Linked DNA regions of Sus scrofa: region 1 is linked to region 2. Evidence: chromatin contacts called from public HiChIP or PLAC-seq data. All regions are on one chromosome and are shown on one strand. Each heading gives the region's core, a stretch centred on a gene start, on an enhancer-like site or on the middle of the called end of the contact. The rest is flanking DNA. Distances are from core to core; before and after follow the strand shown. Region 1 holds the start of HDAC10 (histone deacetylase 10). Region 2 holds the start of SBF1 (SET binding factor 1).

What was found. HiChIP or PLAC-seq counts read pairs in DNA pulled down with a chosen protein or histone mark.
Region 1: an H3K27ac HiChIP or PLAC-seq map of alveolar macrophages shows a contact between it and region 2. The contact joins the promoter of HDAC10 here to the promoter of SBF1 in region 2. A contact is called at or near these places in 1 of 47 Hi-C or Micro-C datasets (embryonic fibroblasts) and 1 of 2 datasets of contacts at active chromatin or transcription factors (alveolar macrophages).

The regions. Positions count from the first base shown.
Region 1 is chr5:437,669-442,306 of Sscrofa11.1, reverse strand. HDAC10 (histone deacetylase 10) reads right to left here and starts at 3,165. Exons shown (of 17, transcript XM_021091340.1): 1 at 2,198-3,165; 2 at 1,997-2,131; 3 at 1,684-1,780; 4 at 1,381-1,478; 5 at 1,173-1,277; 6 at 885-892; 7 at 632-758; 8 at 390-455; 9 at 140-199. The coding sequence starts at 2,256. It overlaps MAPK12 (mitogen-activated protein kinase 12), which reads right to left. Exons shown (of 12, transcript NM_001025224.2): 12 at 4,337-4,638.
Region 2 is chr5:264,306-268,898 of Sscrofa11.1, reverse strand. It overlaps SBF1 (SET binding factor 1), which reads right to left and starts at 2,384. Exons shown (of 41, transcript NM_001206370.1): 1 at 2,372-2,384; 2 at 1,935-2,020; 3 at 1,432-1,569; 4 at 1,143-1,292; 5 at 947-1,057; 6 at 214-319; 7 at 1-102. The coding sequence starts at 2,384.

The sequences.
Region 1 (4,638 bases), core at 1,916-4,415, 170 kb before region 2:
GCCAGCACCTGCAGCAGCTGCGTGAGGTGGGCGAAGCACTCGGGCGTGGCCTGCATCTGCCCCTGGAACCAGAACCAAGTATGCCGAGGGCCTGTCCCCAGAACCCCAGAAGCCCTCCCCGGCCAGGCCAGGGCCTCACCTCAGAATCCCCGATTGCGGAGTCAAACCCTGCGGAGACCAGGACCAGCTCGGCGTTGAACTGCAGGCAGGGCCAAGTGAGGAGAGGCAGACAAAGGCTGGAGCAGAGGGAGGTGAGGCCCCTCTGGAGGGACCCTCCTCACCCCAAGGGTTCTGACCCGCTCTGGTAGAGTGAGGGGGTCTCCGGGCCCCGAATCCCCTCCCGCCCTCCTGCCATCAGGACTGCCCCCCCAACCCCCGCGCCCAGTCACCTCAAAGGCCAAGGGCAGCAGCACCTGCAGGAAGGCGGCCATGTAATCTGCGTTTCCCATCCCGACCTGCAGCCACAGGGTGTCATTGTTGGCCCTGCCAGGGAGGGCTGCGGAGTCTGCCCCTGCCCTCGGGGCCCAGGCTCTAGGGGCCATCCTGGCACCATGCCCTGGGCTCCACCGGAGGGGGTGATGCGGGCAGGGTGAGGGCTCTGGGTGGGGGGCCTGGGACGAGGGGCCAGCACCTGGTTCCAGGGCAGGTTGACCGTGAAGCCAAGGCCCCGCCCGCGGCCGACGGTGTCTGCATCAGACTCTCGCAGGTAGGGCCAGAAGCGCCCGTGCTCATAGCGGTGCCAGGAGAAGTAAAGGACGCTGCCACAGCCGGCAGGGGTCAGAGGTCAGAGGTCAGGCCCTGCAGCCGCAGGGCACCTCGCAGAACCCTGACCCCCAAGCACAAGGCTCTGTCTCCCCCCTCGTGCTTTCCCAGGCCAGACAGACCGTGTGTCCTGAAAAGTGAGGTCACAGGGAAGGGTCTTGAGCCCATGCCCAGCTTACCTGGGGTCATCCTCAAAGATATACTGGGTGCCCTGACCATGGTGGATGTCCCAGTCAACGATGAGGATCCTGGGGACAGCCAGCTCTGGGTCACTGAGGGGGAGGGTCTCCCACCCCCAGGCCAGGAGCCAGGCCCAGGATGGGAAGGGGCTGGGTAGGGTTTCTCAGAGGCCCTCGCTACCCCCTTCCCGTCTGGCCTGGGCCTCGGCCTGCAGCCCAGCTGGCACCAACCTGTGCAGTCCATGTTTCTGCTGGGCATGCTTGGCTGCTATGGCCACACTATTGAACACGCAGAATCCATTGGCGGCGGCCCTCTGGCTGTGGTGCCCAGGCGGCCTGGGGGTGAGAGCACCATGCAGGGCATGTTGGGGTCGTTCCGAGCCCACGCAGGGCCACCCGCCCACAGGTCAGGGCGGCCAGGGCAGGGGGCAGTGCTCACCTCACCAGGGCGAGACCGTTGCGCACAACTCCCGCCATCACTGCATCCACCAGCTGCAGAGCAGCCCCTGCGGCCAACCGGGCACAGTGGAAGGTACTCTGCGGGGGGCAGGGATGCAGATAAGCTCCCTGCCCACTACCCTTCACAGGCGCAACCCAGGCCCGAGCCAGGCTGCAAGGCACCAAGCACTGGGCAGAATGGACCAGGCCAGTGCCGGAGGCAGCAGTGGCAGCCAGTAGGATGCTGGCACCCGCCCAAGTCCCCAGAGGAGTGGGTGGGCGGGGGTGTCCCCAGGGCACGCACCGGATGGAAGTAGACGGCGTCGAACTGTCTGGATAGGGCCTGGAGCTCCTCAGTGCTCAAGGCCTGGGTTCCCCGCAACAGGGCCACGTACTCGGGGCTGCAGAGAGGCAGGCGGCAAGGCAGGGTCACCAGGAGGAGCAGGTATCGGACGGAGGAAGGGCGCCTGGACCCCAATGGGACTGCCCACCTCATTTCTCCCTCACCCACCCATCCCGTGGTGAAAGTGAGGTGTGTGGAGGAGGCACTGGCCGGCTGGGGCAGGCCCAGGTCCTCGCAGGAATGCTCGGGGCAGGCGGTCCCCCGCGGACCTGACCTGTGCACCAGGCCCAGCTCCGCCTCCGAGGCCTCTCGGGCTACCAGCCGCAGGCACCTCTGCTCCAGGCCGCGCTGCCGCAGGCGCTCCAGAGCTGTGGTCAGACGCTCAGGACGCTCGATCTCGCACTCGGGGCTGAATGGACAGGGAGCTCAGAGCCCGGAGCCCTCCGCGACCCCCCCTCGGCCAGGTCCCACTTACTCGTCCCACAGCAGCCGCGCAGCCGTCATGTCCTCGTGGTACACCAGTGCGGTCCCCATGGCCCGGCCGCGTTCACTCTGGGGCCGTCCTCTGCGGGCTGGGCAGGACGCTACCGCTCACAGGCAGGTGAGGGCACTGCCCGTCCCACTCTGCAGCCCAACGCCTGGGGCCGGGGCCGCGGGCACAGACGGGAAGGAGGCCGCAGGCCCCAGCGGGGAAGGGTTGACAAGGTGTCTCTGGGACTCGGCTTCCGGCTTCCTCGTCCTGGGACCTGGAACCGCCCCGCCTCCGGCTGCCGCAAGCCCCGCCCCCGCGCGGCGCGGACCGCCGGGCCGGCGCCGGGGCCCTGCCCGCCAGCCGCGGCTCCACCTCCTGCTCCGGCCGCGGGCGGCGCCCCGCGGGCCGTGGTGCTCCTGCAGAGGTGGGAGCGGAAGGGCGCGAGGACCGAGAGCCAGCAGGCCCAGGCTCCTGCGGACTGTCGCGGCGGCCCCACCTGCACGCTGTGCCCACGCGGCAGCCCCGCGCGGGTCCTTGCCCCTCCGCCCCAAGCCTCTCCCAGGCCCACTCTGACCGCGCAGACCGCTGGTCGGACACGTCAGTAGCCCATCGCGCCCAGAGCCGCCCTAGAGCCCCCGGCCGGGGCTCAGGGAAGAGCTGGGCGGGCAGGCCACGAGGAGGAGGACCCTTGCCCGGGGCTTAGCGAAGCGCGGGCTGCAGCGCAGCGCTGCCCCCCGAGGATCCAGAGAGGAGGAGCGTGTCCGATGTAAGCTCCGGGAAGACCCCTGGCCAGAAAGTGGACGAGTCGGAGGGTCAGGGCTGTGCAGAGAAGCTGGACGGGAGCGGCACGGCGCGGGGGAAGGCGGCGCGGAGGCCGACAGAGGGAGGGTTTGGGCTAGGGCTGCAGCAGTGAGTGAACGAACGAGGCCGCAATGGAGGAGGCGCGGGCACAGCCCAGAGCAACATCTTTAGACAGAAGGAAACGGGTCGCCCAGGACCTGAAAGGGCTCCGGGGGCGGGGTCCTGGCCTTGGAGGCGGAGCCCCGAGGGCGGGTCTCTTGAAGGCGGGGCCTAGGGTCCTGGAGGCGGGGCCTAGGGTCCTGGAGGCGGGACCTTGGGAGCCAGAGTGGCCGTAGTCGCGTTCTTCAGCCGCCGTGGCCCTCCCTACAGGGAAGCTCTCCACCGTGAGATGGATGCAGAAGGAGGCCCTGACAGGGCCCCGCTGCCCGTGGCCCGCAGCCCCGCGTACATCGCCACCGTCCTGGCTGTCTTGGCGGCTAGGAAGCAGGTGCTGACTTGCCTTCCTGAGTACATGCCCTCGAAGGCGGGGCCTGCGGCAGACGGGCCAGCCGGGGTCGCTGAGAGCCGAGGGTCTGGGCCGGGCTCCGTCAGAGGCACAAGAGGCCTCCTGGGCAGAGAAGGCCGGTGTCCACTGTGGCAGCTCCTCGGACCGGATTTGGCTGGATCAACTGTGCGTCCATTTGAGTCCCAAGCCGGGAGAAAGGAGCAGGCCTAGCCCGGCTTCACGTGCACCTGCCAGGAGAGCAGGTGGGAGGAGCCAAGGCAAAGCCCAAGGGTGGCCAGTAACCCAGCTGCCAGCCCTCAGAGGAGGAACAGCGGGCAGACAGCAGCGGTGGCTCACTGATGGTGGTGGGGCATGGCCCGGCAAAGGGCAGGAAAAAAAACACCGAACCTAGTTTTCTGCTAAGGCACAGGCGTCTCAAGACACCAGAGGTGCCTGGAGGGGTCTACTGTGACCACCCCCCAAAGCCTGGCCTTGGAGAGTGCAGGGAGTCCTAACATCTGGAGCCGAGATCCACGTTGAACCCTGACACACACACACACACACACACACATGCACACACACACACACACCCGCCCCCGTCAGCCTCCGGCTCCAGGATCTTAGAGGAAAGCCACCCTACAAGAGGGGCAGAGCCAGGCCGTGAGGTGGGGGCTCCAGACTTGGGGCTCATGGCACAGGATGGGGTGCACCAGCTTTGTGACCTGGGAGGGAAGGGGTCCCCAGTGGCTCAGGATGGCCCAAGGCTCCCAGGCCAGCCTCCATACTCTGCACGGGGCTGCAGCTCAAAAACCTAAAGCTGAAGACCTACCCCAAGAATCAGCAGGCGAGGCAGAGCAGGAGAGAGAAAGGGTTTATTTCCTCCAGCCGAGTGGCCACGCCACGTGGCCGATGTACATTCCAGGCTGGGGATGCAGAGGTGTCCCTGAGTCATCACCTGTGCCCTCCCTGTCCTTCCTCTCAGCAATGGCATAAGCCAGGCCTCGACCCTAAACCCCTCCCCCCTCACAGGCTCCGAGGCTTCTTGCTGCACCCTGGAGGAGCAGACCACTGCTCAGGGGGCCAGAGGCCAGCCCCAGGTCAGGTGGGCATCCCGTCCAAAAAGGCCAGGTGCTCCTCCAAGGAGAGGCTGAGGTGGGGC
Region 2 (4,593 bases), core at 1,135-3,634:
GTCCCCGGCAGGCATCCGAGAGCCGCTGGTAGCTGCGAGACAGGAAGAGCACCTTGTGCTCCGTGAGCGCCGCACAGAACAGAGACAGCACATTGGTGATGCCTGTGGGGAGGACAGGCTTAGAGGCCACTGCCCAGGGCGAGGAGGCCTCATGGTTGGTCCACCCGCCCCGGGAGGGGGAGGGAGCAGCACGTGCACGGGGCGCCGGCTCACCCAGCTGGCGAAAGAGCAGGGCCACACTGCAGCGGCTGATGGGCAGGGAGTCGGTGAGCGGGGTCTGGATGACCTGCCGGTCGCCGGCCCCCAAAGAGATGGTTCTCTGTGGAGAGAGAGGGACCAGGGCTTAGCGGCCCGGCAGCCCCGCATCAGCCTGAGCTTTGCAGCCCCACGTGGGCCCCGGGGACCAAAAGACCCGAGGTGGGACCGGCCAGGACAGGCGGTGCGGCCTGAGGGAAAGGCCACACCCAGCCGCTGTCGCCTGAGTATGCCACAGAGAAAACTCAGGGCCTCTGACCTGGGGCAGGGAAGGGGCCTGGGTGGGCAGAAGAAACAAAGTATTCGTACCACTCCGTCCTCAACAGAGTCCAGCTGCACAGGACAGACGGGCAGAGAGACACAGTTAGACACAGCCACACGCACAGGCACAGACCAGGGTGGACAGACAGATAAGCGGATGTCGACACTCAGACAGGCACACCCAGAGGGTGAGAGGACAGAGCAACCAGTGGCTGCCAGGTAGAGAGCCAGGCGGGACACGGGACACACAAGGCAGGCAGGCAGGGCCGAGAAAAGGCGACAGGTGGGGGGAACCAAGACGCCTGAGAGTGTCTGAGGCTGGGGCCAGGCTCAGGCCAGGCTGCACTCCAGGTGCCGACCAGGCCGCAGCCCACGCCGCGGGCACCCGGGGGCCCCAAGGCTGCAGTGGACAGCAGCCGCCACGACCCACCTGTGAGCCCCCGGCCAGGGGGATGATGCAGGTCAGCAGGCTCCCGACCACGTTCTCCAGGCCCACGTTCAGGCCCTCCACGTGGATGGTGTAGATGAGACCGAGGCTGTTCTGCAAGGACCACAGACGTGCGGGTGACGGCGCGGCCGGCGAGAGCACCCCGCGTCCTGCCTCGAGCCCTGGCTGCCCGCCTCACCCTGAACACCTCTGCGTGGTCCAGTCGAGACACCAGGACCAGCGTCTTCGGAGCAAAGAGCTGGCCGGGCGAGCCAGCCGCTGCGGGTGATGGTGGCACTCCCTCATCTGCTTCCTCCGCCCTCTCGGTGTCCCCAGGGCACACCCCTTCCTGGGGACAGACGTCAGGACTCAGCACTGGCCCTTCTGGCCTCCACGAGCCTGGGGCTCCGGGACCAGACACGGACAGGGAGACACACAGGGCAGAGGGAGTCGGCCACAGCCGGACACTCAGCCCCAGGCAGGCTGACCTGCGAGGGCTCCGCGGGCTCCCAGAAGGTCAAGCAGGCGCAGTAGTGCCGCTCGGAGTTGATGTCGGTGAGGACAGCAACAAAGAAGGTCGGTGGATTCCTCTCAGGACACAGCTGCCACCCGCTGGGCTGGCAAAACTATGGGGAGGGAGGGGCAGCAGTCAGCTCCCCCAGCCCCCCGCCCTCCGGGGACTGCAGCCAGGGCCCGGACGCCAGGTCCAGCACCGAGCTCCACCGCCCACGGGCCCTGCCTCCTGCACGCGGCCCCCACCCCACAAAAACAGCCTCTGGCCTCCCCGTGTGGGGGCCTCACCGTGTGGGGTCCCCACTGCCACAAGGGAGGGACAACAGGACACGACAAGCACCTGGCCAGCCAAGCCTGCGCCACCCGCCCTCTGCCCTCCAATGCGGCTGACGGATCCGAGGACCCAGTGAGGGCTGGCACCAGGGACAAGTGCCAAGCTGCTGCCCTGCCCCCACCCCCCGGGGAGCACCCCACTCACCAGCTCGATGCCCTGGGGGAATGGGTTGTCCTCCCAGTCCTTCTCCGGGAAGCGCTGCAGGATCTGGCCCTGGCCTTCCCCACTCCCTGAAGACAGAAGCCACTCAGAGCACCAGCCACCTCCCACCTCCCGGGCGGCAGGTTGGGAACCCCAAGGACCGTGTGGAGACACGGCAGGTCCCTGGCCCTCTGCGGGCACCAGACCAGCCCCGGCTCCCGAGGCCACCAGAGGGCACAGAGAGAAGCCCCTGCTGTGGGGCTGGACACCAAGAGCACAGACGTGCCAGCCCAGGGTGGAGAGCACTCCCTGCTCCCGCTCCCTGACTCCTGGGTCCCTCCGCTGCGGCAACATCCCCAGCCAGAACCCACGCCAGTGTGCCAGCCCCTGCCCCTCTGGCAACCCCCAGCTTAGGCACTCAGCCCCCATGACCTCCTGACCTGCTAGCACCATGACAGTGGACAGGCTGCCATGAATCTCCTCCTGCTCCCAGCCTCTGCCTCACCCCCAGCCCTGAGCTCACTTGAGAGGTGCAGGTCTCACTCCTGCTGCCTGAGTTGGGGGGAGGCCACCTGTGCCTGTGGCTGCAGACTGCTGCTTGTCCCCACTGCCTCAGAGACAGGACCAGCAAAGGTCCCAGAAGACAGCCTGAGGATGGCAGAGGGCAGGAAGGACTGAAGGTGGTGGCACACAGGCCTGCTTCCCGCCTGCAAGGCCTCGGCATGCACACAGCCACAGACCAGGTGGCCGTGTGCAGCCCTGGGCCCCTGCCAGTGCCCACAGCCTGCTGCATCCCCAGCATGCTCCCTCCCGGCGTCCCCAGGGACCCCTCCGTTCCCTGAAGCCACAGGGCCCATTAAGCCCCCATGCATCTGCTTCCCCATGTCCAGTCCCTACCAGCAGGACCAGCTGGGGCCCTGTCTCTTGCTCACTCTCCATGGAGCCAAGTCGGGTAAGCAGTCCCCTCACAGGCCTGGGGAGGATGAAGGCTCTTCCTCCAGCCCCCGCCGGCAGCTCAAGGAGGACAGACCAAAGCCTCCCCCTAATCTCCGCAGGCAGAAGAGCAGAGCAGGCAGGTAAAGGGGACAGACTCTGTCCCGAGGCCCAGACGGCCACCTCCAGCGGCCTGAGGACCTGGCAGATGAGGTCCCTTGACCAGCAGTCTGGTCCACCTGCGACTTGAATGGGCCCAGGAGCCTCAGACAGAGCTGGAGGCCTGGGCACAGGCCTAGGCCTGAGCAGCCGACAGCACACACTGCCCAGGCCCCGGAAGGCAGAGGAGCTGCCATCGTAGGAGCCCACCCTCCCTCCACGATCATGGAGGCAACACCAGGCGGTCGGTGGACAGCAGGCAGGTTGCCGCCGGCTGGGGGGAGGGTGCCGGCCTGACTCTGACTCACAAAACCTCAGCTTCCTGCTCCCCTCCCCCTCCCACCACTGACACTGAGACAAGGTGGCAGACAGAGGAGATGGGGGGAGGACAGGTGTCTGCTGGTGCCACACCCCCCCCCACAGGAAGACCCCAGGGTCCCCCCAGGTTCACCCGCAAGAGCCACCCTCAACAGGCCTCGGCTTGCTCCCCTGAACCTGGCTCCTCCCTCGACGACTCCCCCAAAGGCTGCCTTGTGTGCGGCCCCAAACCACCATCTCCATTCGGCCCTGGCTGGCACCCAGGGCTCACCCAGTTCTTGCCACGAGGCAGCAGGGGGAGGAAGGAAGAGGAGGAGAGGGCGGATGGGGACAGCAGCCTCTGCACCACAGCCTCCCTCCCAAAGCCGGGGGACAGGTGGCCTTTGGGGGGCTACTCTCCGCAGACTCTCCCCACAGAGAAGTGTCTTGTCCACGGCTCACCCACCCTACCCCATTCATGGTGTGAAAGTCAACTCCCAGCACGCAGCTCCACCTTCCAAAGAGCAAGCGAAGGCTTTCCTGGAGCTGTCCCAGCTGCGCACGGAGGCGGGCGCGAGCGGGCAAGCGGGCCTTCCCCCGCCAGCTCCTTCTCGGATCCACCATGTCCCAAACTAGGCCCTTAGGTCTCAACCCAAAGCTGTCGCCTCCTCTAGCCAGCTCTCTGCACCCTGCCCAAGCCTGGGGCACGCAGTGGGACCCCAAGAACCTCCTACCCTCTACCACACCCTCCCGTGACTCCTGGTGCGCCCGTTGGCCGTCTGGGCCAGACAGAAGCTCCACGAGCAAGAAGCCAAGTCCCTGTATCCAACGCTGCACCTGCGCCTGGCACAGACCTGGGCCAGTGAGGGCTTGGCTTGCCGAACGCACACACCACCATCCCCCCACACCCAGCCCCACTCACACCCCACAAGCAAACAGGCTCCTCAGTAGGAAGTAGAGGGAGCTTCCGGGGCCCCAGGGCACAGAAGGACACGCAGCTCCGCCTGCCAGGGCGCACCCAGCCCACGTCCTCCACCCTTCTCTGAGACCCCTGCCCACACCCCAGGTCTGTGCCAACAGAGGCCAGGCTGCAACCTGGCTGCGGGCCTGCATCCTGGGGGTGGGGTCAGGGACTCTGCCACATCTCCCAGTGTCCTCCCACCCCCACCTTGAGCCCTGGGAGCCATGGAGGGACCTATGGCAACTGAATCCCCTGCCCCACCTTGGGGCAGACAAGAGGGGACACCCCCCCCCCACCTCACAGTGACAGGAC